Linked DNA regions of Mus musculus: region 2 is linked to region 1. Evidence: chromatin contacts called from public promoter capture Hi-C data. All regions are on one chromosome and are shown on one strand. Each heading gives the region's core, a stretch centred on a gene start, on an enhancer-like site or on the middle of the called end of the contact. The rest is flanking DNA. Distances are from core to core; before and after follow the strand shown.

Region 1 (5,324 bases), core at 1,480-3,979:
ATCAAAATTCCCAACTTCAAAAACTTCTGATGTTAATGGAGATTTATACATCATCAGAAATGCAAGCTAGATATAGTAGTGTCTGCTTGTCTTTCTTTGCTTTCCTTTCCCTTTCTCCCTTTCCCCTTCTTTCTTCTTTTCTTCTCTTTCAAGACAAAGTCTCAATATGTATCCTTAGTGGGCCAAGAAGCCTAAAAGGTTATGCTGGCCTTAAGACAAGGGAGCTTCTTTAAAAAGATGTAAAATTCATGAACAAACAAAACAAGAAGCTCATACTTGTCTAGATCTGGAGAAATGAAGAAAGACTGAAAAAAATAATATCTAAGGAAGAAAAATGTAAGTAAACCTTAATTTTAAACGATTTAAAAGTCATTAACTTGAGACCATCAAAACCTCTGACATGTGAGTTATAATGGCTCCATAGACTTACTAATGACTTGAAATCTTTTGCTAAAAGCAAAACTCCTACTTGGCCTTGCAGACATCCATCCTAAAAGGTAATTAAGCAGGGCAAGAGGCTTTGCATCTCTTCCTTCACAGTATCCACTCCTTTGCTGCCCTTACCCTTGAATTCATCTCTGCTCAACTACCCACATAGATAGATACCTTAGTCATTTAGGAAAAGTTTATCCTAAATTGGCTGTACAGACTGACACAATGAAATCCCAAACATCTCTTTTGTTTTCCTCAGATTAATGAGGATAAAGAAGATAACAAAACCTTTTGAAGAGTCACAGGGACATCATAACTCTGTGCTTACATATATGGAAGGTCCCATGATACCCCATCCCAGACCACCTGAGTGAAGCCTGAAGGTCTCCACTAAAACTACAGGGGTATATCACCAATGCCCTGTCTATCTGGTACTGGGAACTGAACCAGAACATCATGAATGCTAAGCAAGTACTCTATCTACCAACTGAGCTACATCCCAATCCTTATGTACTATCTTTAAATAAATACAGAACTACTCAATTTCCTTAATATACCCTTAATATACTACTAAAGCAAAGTGAAAATAAAAACCACCAGAACACTTAACAATCATCAATAAAATCCTCTATCATGACTTTCCAACAAAAATTATCTGACATTATATATCAATGCCTATAATAGAGGTTGGAGAGAGAGATAGCTTGGGGAATAAGGAAGGACATTGAGTGCTTTACCAGAGAACCTAGGTTCAATCCTCAGTACCCACATGGCAGCTCAAAAGCTGTCTGTAATTCCAAAATCTGACACCCTCACACAGACATATAAAGCCAGACATTGAGAGAGAGAGAGAGAGAGAGAGAGAGAGAGAGAGAGAGAGAGAGAGAGAGAAAGGGAAAAAAACCTATAAATAACACAGTATAGGCCTGTAATCCCAGTACTAGAGCAAGGCAGAGGGATCTGAGTGCTAGACAGTAGTGGCTACAGAAAGAAAGACCCTGTCTCAAAAAAAAAACCTATTCAATGCTATTGGATACACAGAGCTATTGGCACTTACATTTTGATCGTACTTATGCCCATCTCTCTCGTCTCCTACTCCTGCTAATCCCCCTTTCTACCTTTTTCTGTCATTTTTCTGGTGACCCAATGCATTTCATTAAGGTTTCTTAGCTTCTTATGAGCAAGAGTGGTGGCTTTTTACAGCAGCATGGGCATCTTAACAGTGCTACATCAGTGAAGAAAATGTTTGCTCTATCAGCAACCACTGGCTACCTATACATTCTAGGGAAGGGGTGAGAGAGAATTTGTTTAGTCCCTCCCATTCCTAACACCAGGAGAGCAGGCAAAATCTTGTGTTTCACAATTGCTATGAAATCAAGAGTGAACAGCCATGCCATGCATGGAAGGCAGCATTCAGCAATACTCCACTCCTTACAAGAGCCATGCTTCAGAGTCATGCTCTATTGTCCACGCTGGCCTGAATCTCCTGGAAATCCCTATGCCTTGTCTTATCCTTCAGATAACAGTTGTACACCAAACTCAGTTATATTCAACATTTTAGTTAGGTCCTTTGCTTTAAAACAGTCTATTATGTAGCTCTGGATGTCCCAGAACTCAACCAGGCTGGCCTGAAACTCCTTGCCCCTTTCCCCACCCCTGCCCCTCTGCCCCTGGAGTGCTGAGCCTTGCCCCTCAAATAGCTGCTGAAGGGTGGGGGTGGGGAGCAGGGCAGGATATCATCTCTGTGAAAGGAGGAAAAAAGCATTTTATCAAGCTCAAGATTACCTACTTGTGACTGTTTAAAAGCACCTTAACTAAAAATCTGGCATGGATGAAAAGAGGAGCTGGTACTGCTTGTCCACTTGACATTTAACATCACCAGTTACATTTAGCTATGTGCTATTTGTCACAGTTATTGTGAGGGTCAATCTACCATGGGTCCAAAGAGTCTGTACACTCTTTGCTGAGTGTACACCAAAATACAAGGTCTTAATCATTTTATACCAGAGCCCATTCTAAACAGAAGAAAAACCTATTGGACACTTAACCTATCATTAACAAAACAACCTCAAAACTGGAGTGACAAATGTTCATTAAGTACAGTATTTGCATGTTGGAATTAATCTTTTTTCTTTTCTTTCTTTTTTTTTTTTCCAAGACAGGGTTTCTCTGTGTACAGGGTGGGTACATGGTAGATTTCCTCTCCCAACAGTCCTGGCTGTCCTGGAACTCACTCTGTAGAAACCAGGCTGGCCTCAATCGACCTGCTTCTGACTCCCAACTGCTGGGATTACAGGCATATGCCACCACTGCCCGGTCTGGAATCAATCTCTTAACCCTTCTCTCTCTAGCTTCCCTCCATAGGCTTGTCTAGATCCAACTTTTGGGTTTGGTTATATTGTGCAACAGTAACACCTAATATTAGGTTACTTTAAGCTGCCTATCTTGTCTGTCCAGAAAAAGAAAGTATATCACCTACACAGCTCCATCATCCAGCACTTTTCCACAGCTTGGTGAATTCTGGCCACCTCCTGAGCTGCTAGGAATAATAATTACATGTTGTACCAGACAAATTAAATGGTTCCAGCCATTGATCAGTATTTGACAAAACTAAAACATCACATGAAAAGTCAGGTTCAGCAAAGAGTGTGTAAGGACTGATAAGTAGGTAGTTGGGAGAGGAAATCTACTATGTACCCATCCTGTGCATCCCCCATCCAATTTTTTTTTAATACCAATACCACTATTACTTTTCCCATGGACCATCTCTTACAGTCATGCTTGCATGAATGAACATCAAATAGCAACCTCCTCTGAAACAAAGAGTAAGGTTTTATGTTTGGAGTTTTTGGTTTTTTTTTTTTTTTTTTTGGTTTTCTTTTTTTTTTTTCCATTTTTTATTAGGTATTTAGCTCATTTACATTTCCAATGCTATACCAAAAGTCCCCCATACCCACCCACCCCCACTCCCCTACCCACCCACTCCCCCTTTTTGGCCCTGGCGTTCCCCTGTACTGGGGCATATAAAGTTTGCGTGTCCAATGGGCCTCTCTTTTCAGTGATGGCCGAGTAGGCCATCTTTTGATACATATGCAGCTAGAGTCAAGAGCTCCGCGGTACTGGTTAGTTCATGATGTTGTTCCACCTATAGGGTTGCAGATCCCTTTAGCTCACAGGGTTTCCTCTATGTATCCCTGGCTGTCCTGAACTGGCTTTGTAGACCAGGCTGGCCTCAAACTCACAGAGAACTGCTTGTCTCTACCCACAAAGTACTGGGATTCAAAGTGTTGACTATCACCACCTGGCAAAAACAGGTTTACCATAAATGTAGATGATTCTATAGACTAGATGCAAAGGAAGTACCTTCCTAGGCCCCTCCTTCCTGTTGTAAACCTCCAAAGACCTCAGGAAGCAAGACAAACCAGTGCCTGTTTCAGTTTTACTGTTTGCTAAGTCACTAGTCATATACTTGTCTCCTACCTAACATCCCAAAACAGTAGAATATATGTTTATTTGCTTGCAAAAAAAAGATACAATGCAAGACTTTTCAAAGTCTCCTGAAAAATTGCCAGTGCAGTAAAATACAAATAAGAAACAAAACTGTAAAAAGACACAAAAAGTTAGTATTCAAAAATGATTGCCTATATAAAAAATTCAAGATGGGGCTGGTGAGATGGCTCAGTGGGTAAGAGCACCCGACTGCTCTTCCGAAAGCCCGAAGTTCAAATCCCAGCAACCACATGGTGGCTTACAACCATCCGTAATGAGATCTGACTCCCTCTTCTGGAGTATCTGAGGATAGCTACAGTGTACTTACATACTTACATGTAATAAATAAATTTTTAAAAAAATCTTTAAAAAAAAAAAATTCAAGATGGACTAGGGCATAGGGTTACTAGTGGTAGAGCACTTGCATTTGATAGGCCCTGGATTCAATATCCAGTCACAATAAAGAAGAAAAAACAATACCAACACCAGCAATACCCACAAAGTATGGATTAAGCAAGAATGCTAGATAGAAGACTAACATGAGATACATTATTACTACTAAAACCTTAAAAAAAAAAAAAAAAAACTTGGGCTGTAGGGGTGGCTCAGTGGTTAAGAGCATCAACTGCTCTTCCGAAGGTCCTGAGTTCTAATCCCAGCAACCACATGGTGGCTCACAACCATCCATAATGAGATCTGACTCCCTCTTCTGGAGTGTCTGAAGATATCTACAGTGTACTTACATATAATAAATAAATAAATCTTTAAAAGAAAAACTACTTAAAATACACTAAGGTACTATATCTAGAGAGATTTGTAAAGAATGAAAAATAATTTAACTTAAAACACACTAAAAGGGCTGGAGAGATGGCTCAGTGGTTAAGAGCACTGACTGCTCTTCCGAAGGTCCTGAATTCAAATCCCAGCAACCACATGGTGGCTCACAATCACCCATGATGAGATTTGATGCCCTCTTCTGGAGTGTCTGAAGACAGCTACAGTGTATTTATATATAAATAAATAAATCTTTTTTTTTAAAGACACTAAAGAAAACTCCAACCCATAGTAAGTAACTCAGAAAAAATACAACACATAAACAGATAAGTCACAGAAACATAAGCCTAGTATTCCCAACAAGGTAGGAAGTAGATTGTGAAGAAGTAAATAGTAAGGACATGTTGAATATATAAGTATGCTCTATTTCCAAAAGTAATACAAATGAGGCAAAATGTTTAGGATATGACCTTGTAGGTGATTGTATGCTTAAATATTTCATTAAAACCTCTGTATAGTATTTTTCATGACATTAAAACAGGACTGGGTATGACATTACTTTCTTAGCATGTACAGGATCATGGCCTCAAACTCCAGAACCACCCCACCAAAAGGACAATTTTTTCTCC
Region 2 (5,324 bases), core at 1,377-3,876, 140 kb after region 1:
GTTTCATTGTAGCCACATCAGCAGAAGAACAGATGGAGGAGTCCAGCCAACCCCAAGAAGTTCAGGGAACCCCGTCTCATCTTCTTGAGTTTCAGTTTCAATAGAAGATGAGAGTTACACATCACTAAACAATTCTAGACAAGCTGTGGGCCCACCATGGTGGACCCCACATTGTCTCAGCTTCCAGTCTCTCTGATAAGTTATCAGAACTGTGGAAATCTTTTCCTGAGAACAGTTCCGCTTGGGACCAGCGCCAGGCTCCAGCCTTTACCTTCTCCTAGTATGAGATTCCTAGGGAAATCCCAGTTTCTTAGGCTTCAATTGTCTGGTAGCCAAAGGAAGAGACACAAGTGTCTTTCTTCAGGCCAATTATAGAATGTTCTGCTCCATGGGCATGCAAATCGAAGGCTTCCATTCCCTGATGTCTCAACACTGCAAGTGTTCCTTTCTGGCTGCTTATTTATTTAACTAATAACTAATTTCTGAGATAGTCTTTTTTTTTTTTTTTTTAATAGTTTTTGGGTTTTTGAGACAGGGTTTCTCTGTGTAGCCCTGGCTGTCCTGGAACTCACTTTGTTGACCAGGCTGGCCTCAAACTCAGAGAAACACCTGCCTGTGCTTCCCAAGTGTGCCACAATGCTTGGCCATGGTTGGCCACTGTTCTTTGGTGGTTTCTTTCTGCAGTTTCCTGTCTGCACTGCAGGGAATGGTGCATATGAAGCCAGCATTCCATAGTCCTGCCTGTCTACACCTGTGGTGCCACCAGCATCCTTTCCCGAGTTGGGAGGGGTCACCAGAGTAGGGCGTTGGCAATGGAAGCTTCCACGAGGAAGAAGGAACAATCCAGCAAGACATTTACCAAAAGACTATGGAACTTTGAGGAATAAAAATGGAAGGCAGAGACAGTGTGTGTGTGTGTTTGTGCATGAGTACAATCATGTATGTTTATGTGTGCATGTTTGTATGCAGGTACTTATGCACGTGTATGTTGGTGTGTATGTGTATGAGTACAATCATGTATGTTTATGTGTGTGCGTTTGTGTGCAGGTACTTGTACACATGTATGTTGTGCGTGTGTGTGTATACGTGTGAGTACAATCATGTATGTTTATGTGTGTGCGTTTGTGTGCAGGTACTTGTACACATGTATGTTGTGTGTGTGTATGTGTGAGTACAATCATGTATGTTTATATGTGTGCATTTGTGTGCAGGTACTTGTACACATGTATGTTGTGTGTGTGTGTGAGTACAATCATGTATGTTTATGTGTGTGTGTTTGTGTGCAGGTACTTGTACACATGTATGTTGTGTGTGTGTATGTGTGAGTACAATCATGTATGTTTATTTGTGTGCATTTGTGTGCAGGTACTTGTACACATGTATGTTGTGTGTGTGTATGTGTGAGTACAATCATGTATGTTTATGTGTGTGCGTTTGTGTGCAGGTACTTGTACACATGTATGTTGTGTGTGTGTATGTGTGAGTACAATCATGTATGTTTATGTGTGTGTGTTTGTGTGCAGGTACTTGTACACATGTATGTTGTGTGTGTATGTGTGAGTACAATCATGTATGTTTATATGTGTGCGTTTGTGTGCAGGTACTTGTACACATGTATGTTGTGTGTGTGTATGTGTGAGTACAATCATATATGTTTATGTGTGTGCGTTTGTGTGCAGGTACTTGTACACATGTATGTTGTGTGTGTGTATGTGTGAGTACAATCATGTATGTTTATGTGTGTGCGTTTGTGTGCAGGTACTTATACACATGTATGGTGTGTGTGTGTGTGTAGAGCAGAGCTGATGCTGAGTATCTTCCTTTCATTCTCTACCATCTTTTTGTGAGTCAGGTTCTTTCTTCCACTGAACGAGAACGTCCCTCTTCAGCCCGACTGACTGGTCAGCAAATCCTAGGAATCCCCTTGTTTCTGCTTCTCCAGTCCTGGCATTATAGGCACAACCCACTAGGCTTCCTTTCTAATATGGATGCTAGGAATCTGAACTCAGCTCCTCATGTTTGAGCAACAAACATGTTCCAACTGAACCATCTCCCCAGCACCCACTTTTATTTTTGGGACAGTATCTCATGTAGTCCAGGCTAGCCTATAACTCACTTTATAGCCAAGAATGACTTTGAATTTCTCATCTTTCTGTACCCACCTCTCAGGAGCTGGGCTTATAAGCAGATATCACAACTCACAGTCTATATGATACTCGGGGTTAAAACTGGGGCTTTGTACACGGTAGGTAAACGCCATCCCAACCAATCTACAGTTACATGATTTCTCAGTAATCTTCAAGCAGTGGGAGAGCAGGGACAGAAAATAAATGGAGGGATGGAGCTGGGGTGAGATGGGAGCCAGAGGGGCCAAGACTCAAGTCAGTGGCAAGACAGTCCGGGTTACAGCAGTAGGATCAGGAGCTATAGGCCATCGCAGGCTACATAAGAGCCTGCCAGAGCAAAAGCACAGGCAAACCTGTGGTGGCACTGAGACGGGTTCACAATAGAGACAGAAACGGGGTAGTTAGAGGAGACCTCGGGCAGTTGCCCAGTGGGTGGTGAACTCTGGTGGCTCAAAGGCCAAGTGGAGGACTCATGTTTGGGAGTTGTGGAAGGCTGTTGTCAGGGAGCAACTTTCTGGAATTCAGTATCAGAGGTGGAGTCTGGACGGAACAAAGGTCCCAGGTGTGCCGCGGGGAGGACAAAGTTGATCTGGAGTAAAGGTCACTGCCTATCAAGCCAACCCAGACCAAGGATGCTGGAGACTTAACCTATGCAGGCTCAAAGCACTTGGGCCACTGACAAATATCACAGAGAAAGAACCAGGGCGGATTGCCCTGGGTTCAAGGCCAGCCTGAGCCACTGAGTGAGACCCAAATACCAACAATTAAACAATAACAACATCAAAACAAGTATAGCAAAAGCTGGCCATGGTGGTGCATAACTGAATCACACATTGGAAGGCAGGGCAGAGGCAAGAGGGCTGTGCCAACTGGGGCTTCAGAGTGAGGAAGAGAGAAGGAGGAGGGAGGGAGGAAAGGAGGAAGGGGGAGGGAGGGAAAGAAGGGAGGGGAGGGAAGGAAGAAAGGAAGGAGGGACTGAGAGAGGGAAGGAAGGAGGAGAAAGAGGGAGGAAAGGATGGAGAAAAGAGAAGGGGAAGGAGGGAGGGAAGGCAAGGAGGGAGGGACCCTCCTACTGGGATCTATAAAATATTTTTTATTATTATTTAATCTTTGTTTATAGTCCAATTGTTATCCCTCCTCCTGATCTACCCTCTGACTGTTCCTTATTCCATTTCTTCCCCCAGACCTCCCTACTCCCTCGGCCCCAAGTCTCTTGAGGATTGATTATTTCTTCTCTCACTGAAGCCACTCAGACCCAGCAGCCTCTGCTGTATGTGTGTCTGCAGCCTTATATCAGCTGGTGTATGCTGCCTTGTTGGTGGCTCAGTGTCTGAGAGATCTCAGGGGTCCAGGTTAGTTGAGACTGCTGGTCTTCCCATGCGGGCACCCTCCTACTTAGATTCTTCCAGCTTTTCCCCAATTCAACCACAGGGGTCCCCTGTTTCTGTCCATTGTATGGATGTAAGTATCTGCATTTGACTCTTTCAGCTGCTTGTTGGGCCTCTCGGAGGGCAGCCATGCGAGGCTCCTGTCTAGATAGCATCAGTAATAGTGTCAGGCCTTGGAGCCTCCCCTCGAGATGGATCCCAATTTGGGCCGGTCACTGAACCTCCTTTCCCTCATCTTTTCTCCATTTTTTTTTGTCCCTGTAGGTCTTCAAAATCTTAAATTCACCAGGTCCTACAGTTGCCCTACCAGTGGTTTCTGCCAGCTGACTTAGGGAGCAAGAGTACCTCACATTACCCCTACTCCTCCTTAGTTTGCAGTCCCTTTTTTTGAAGCTAACTCAAAAAGATCTCCAAAATCTAACATTTTGATTTGAATGTTGAGGACAAGGACTAAGGGACAACTAGGAGTGATCACCCCAGCTCCCCTGAAATAGCACTTCTAGGGGCAGGAAGGCTGTCCACCTTGGGCCTCTCAAAAACACAGTCTCATTTTTAAACCAGGGCAGGTTTAAAGTCCAGGAAGCGTGATTTGGAAAATGACACAATAATCTGGATTTGATTCTTCGGCAATTTAACCACAGTAGTCAATAATCTCAGATTAATCAGTGTGTGCTGGCTTGAGGGGTTGTCTACTGGCCTCTGGGTAGCAGTTATTCCTTTCCCCAGTGAAAGGAGAATAGCTGATTCAAGTTCGCCAAAGGGTCTTTCTGCTTCTTTTTGTGTGAGATGATATTTCTGCCGTGTAGGCGAGGGTTGCCTCAAATGTTAGATCCTTCCTGCCTCTGCCTCTCTGCCTCTCTGCCTCTCTGCCTCTCTGCCTCTCTGCCTCTCTGCCTCTCTGCCTCTCTGCCTCTGCCTCAGTAGCATTGGGATTTCAGGAGCAGGATGATGTGTTCAGCTTCTAGACTGCTTTATCCAACCTGAGCCTTCCCCTTGCTTGTGGCTATAAATTGTCAGTATTTATTTATATTTACATTTTGCACATGCAGGTGTGGAGAGAGAGAGAGAGCCCAAAAGTGGAGATTAGAAGACAACTTTCAGGAATTGGTTCTCTCCTTTCACCATGGACCAGGGATTTGAACTCTGGTCTCTAGGCTTGTGCAGCAAGCAGTTTTAGCTGATGAGCCCTCTTGCCCTCCCAGTGGCCAGTTTTTTATTTTGATATTCATCGTTATTGTCTAGCTGAAGTATTTCTCTTGGGAGGTAAAAAAATAATATCAAAGCCTGGTAGCTGGGAATCATCTTGTGACAAATGCAGTTTCACTCGCAAAGTCCTCAGCAGGACAGCCAGGGTCTTGTTACATAGCCTACGTTGGCTTTGAACTCACTATGTAACCCTGGCTGACTTCAAGGTTGCAATCCTTGGCAAAGTTTTTGTTCTCTTTTTATGAGAAAAAGTTATCAAATATAATTAGTTTGTCTTCTATGTCCTTGCAAAAATCCCAGGTAGCAAGGACAGAACCCAGTGTATCCTGTGGGTTTTAGGAACTTATTAGAATTTAAATATTAAATTTGAAATTTCAATTAAAATAATCCTTTCAATGTACAAGCATGTGTTAACAGAATTATAAACTCCGTGTAAACAGAGAATTAGGAGCCAAGGAACAAAGATGAAATCCACTGGATATGTTTTTCAGACACTACTCTGACCCAAATGGAGCCTATACATTAACATTTTGAATTTTGAATTCTTTTTTGAAACAGGGTCTTACTTTGTGACCCTGGCTAGCCTAGAACTCACTACATAGGC

The links. Capture Hi-C pulls out chosen DNA fragments and counts their contacts.
Region 2: a promoter capture Hi-C map of liver shows a contact between it and region 1. The contact joins two enhancer-like sites. A contact is called at or near these places in 1 of 484 Hi-C or Micro-C datasets (nephron progenitors) and 2 of 9 other capture datasets (adipose tissue and liver).

The regions. Positions count from the first base shown.
Region 1 is chr13:111,454,227-111,459,550 of GRCm38.p6, forward strand. All of the region lies in intron 3 of Gpbp1 (GC-rich promoter binding protein 1), which reads right to left. Among named protein-coding and RNA genes, the nearest start is that of Gpbp1, 33 kb to the right of the region's middle. Within about 2 kb of position 2,730, at least 9 of the 459 cell types and tissues checked have an H3K27ac peak or open chromatin away from gene starts, as enhancers often do. A contact at or near this core is called in liver, where this site is marked.
Region 2 is chr13:111,595,630-111,600,953 of GRCm38.p6, forward strand. The region is part of intron 2 of Gm15286 (a long non-coding RNA gene); the gene reads left to right. Among named protein-coding and RNA genes, the nearest start is that of Gm15286, 18 kb to the left of the region's middle. Within about 2 kb of position 2,627, at least 10 of the 459 cell types and tissues checked have an H3K27ac peak or open chromatin away from gene starts, as enhancers often do. A contact at or near this core is called in liver, where this site is marked.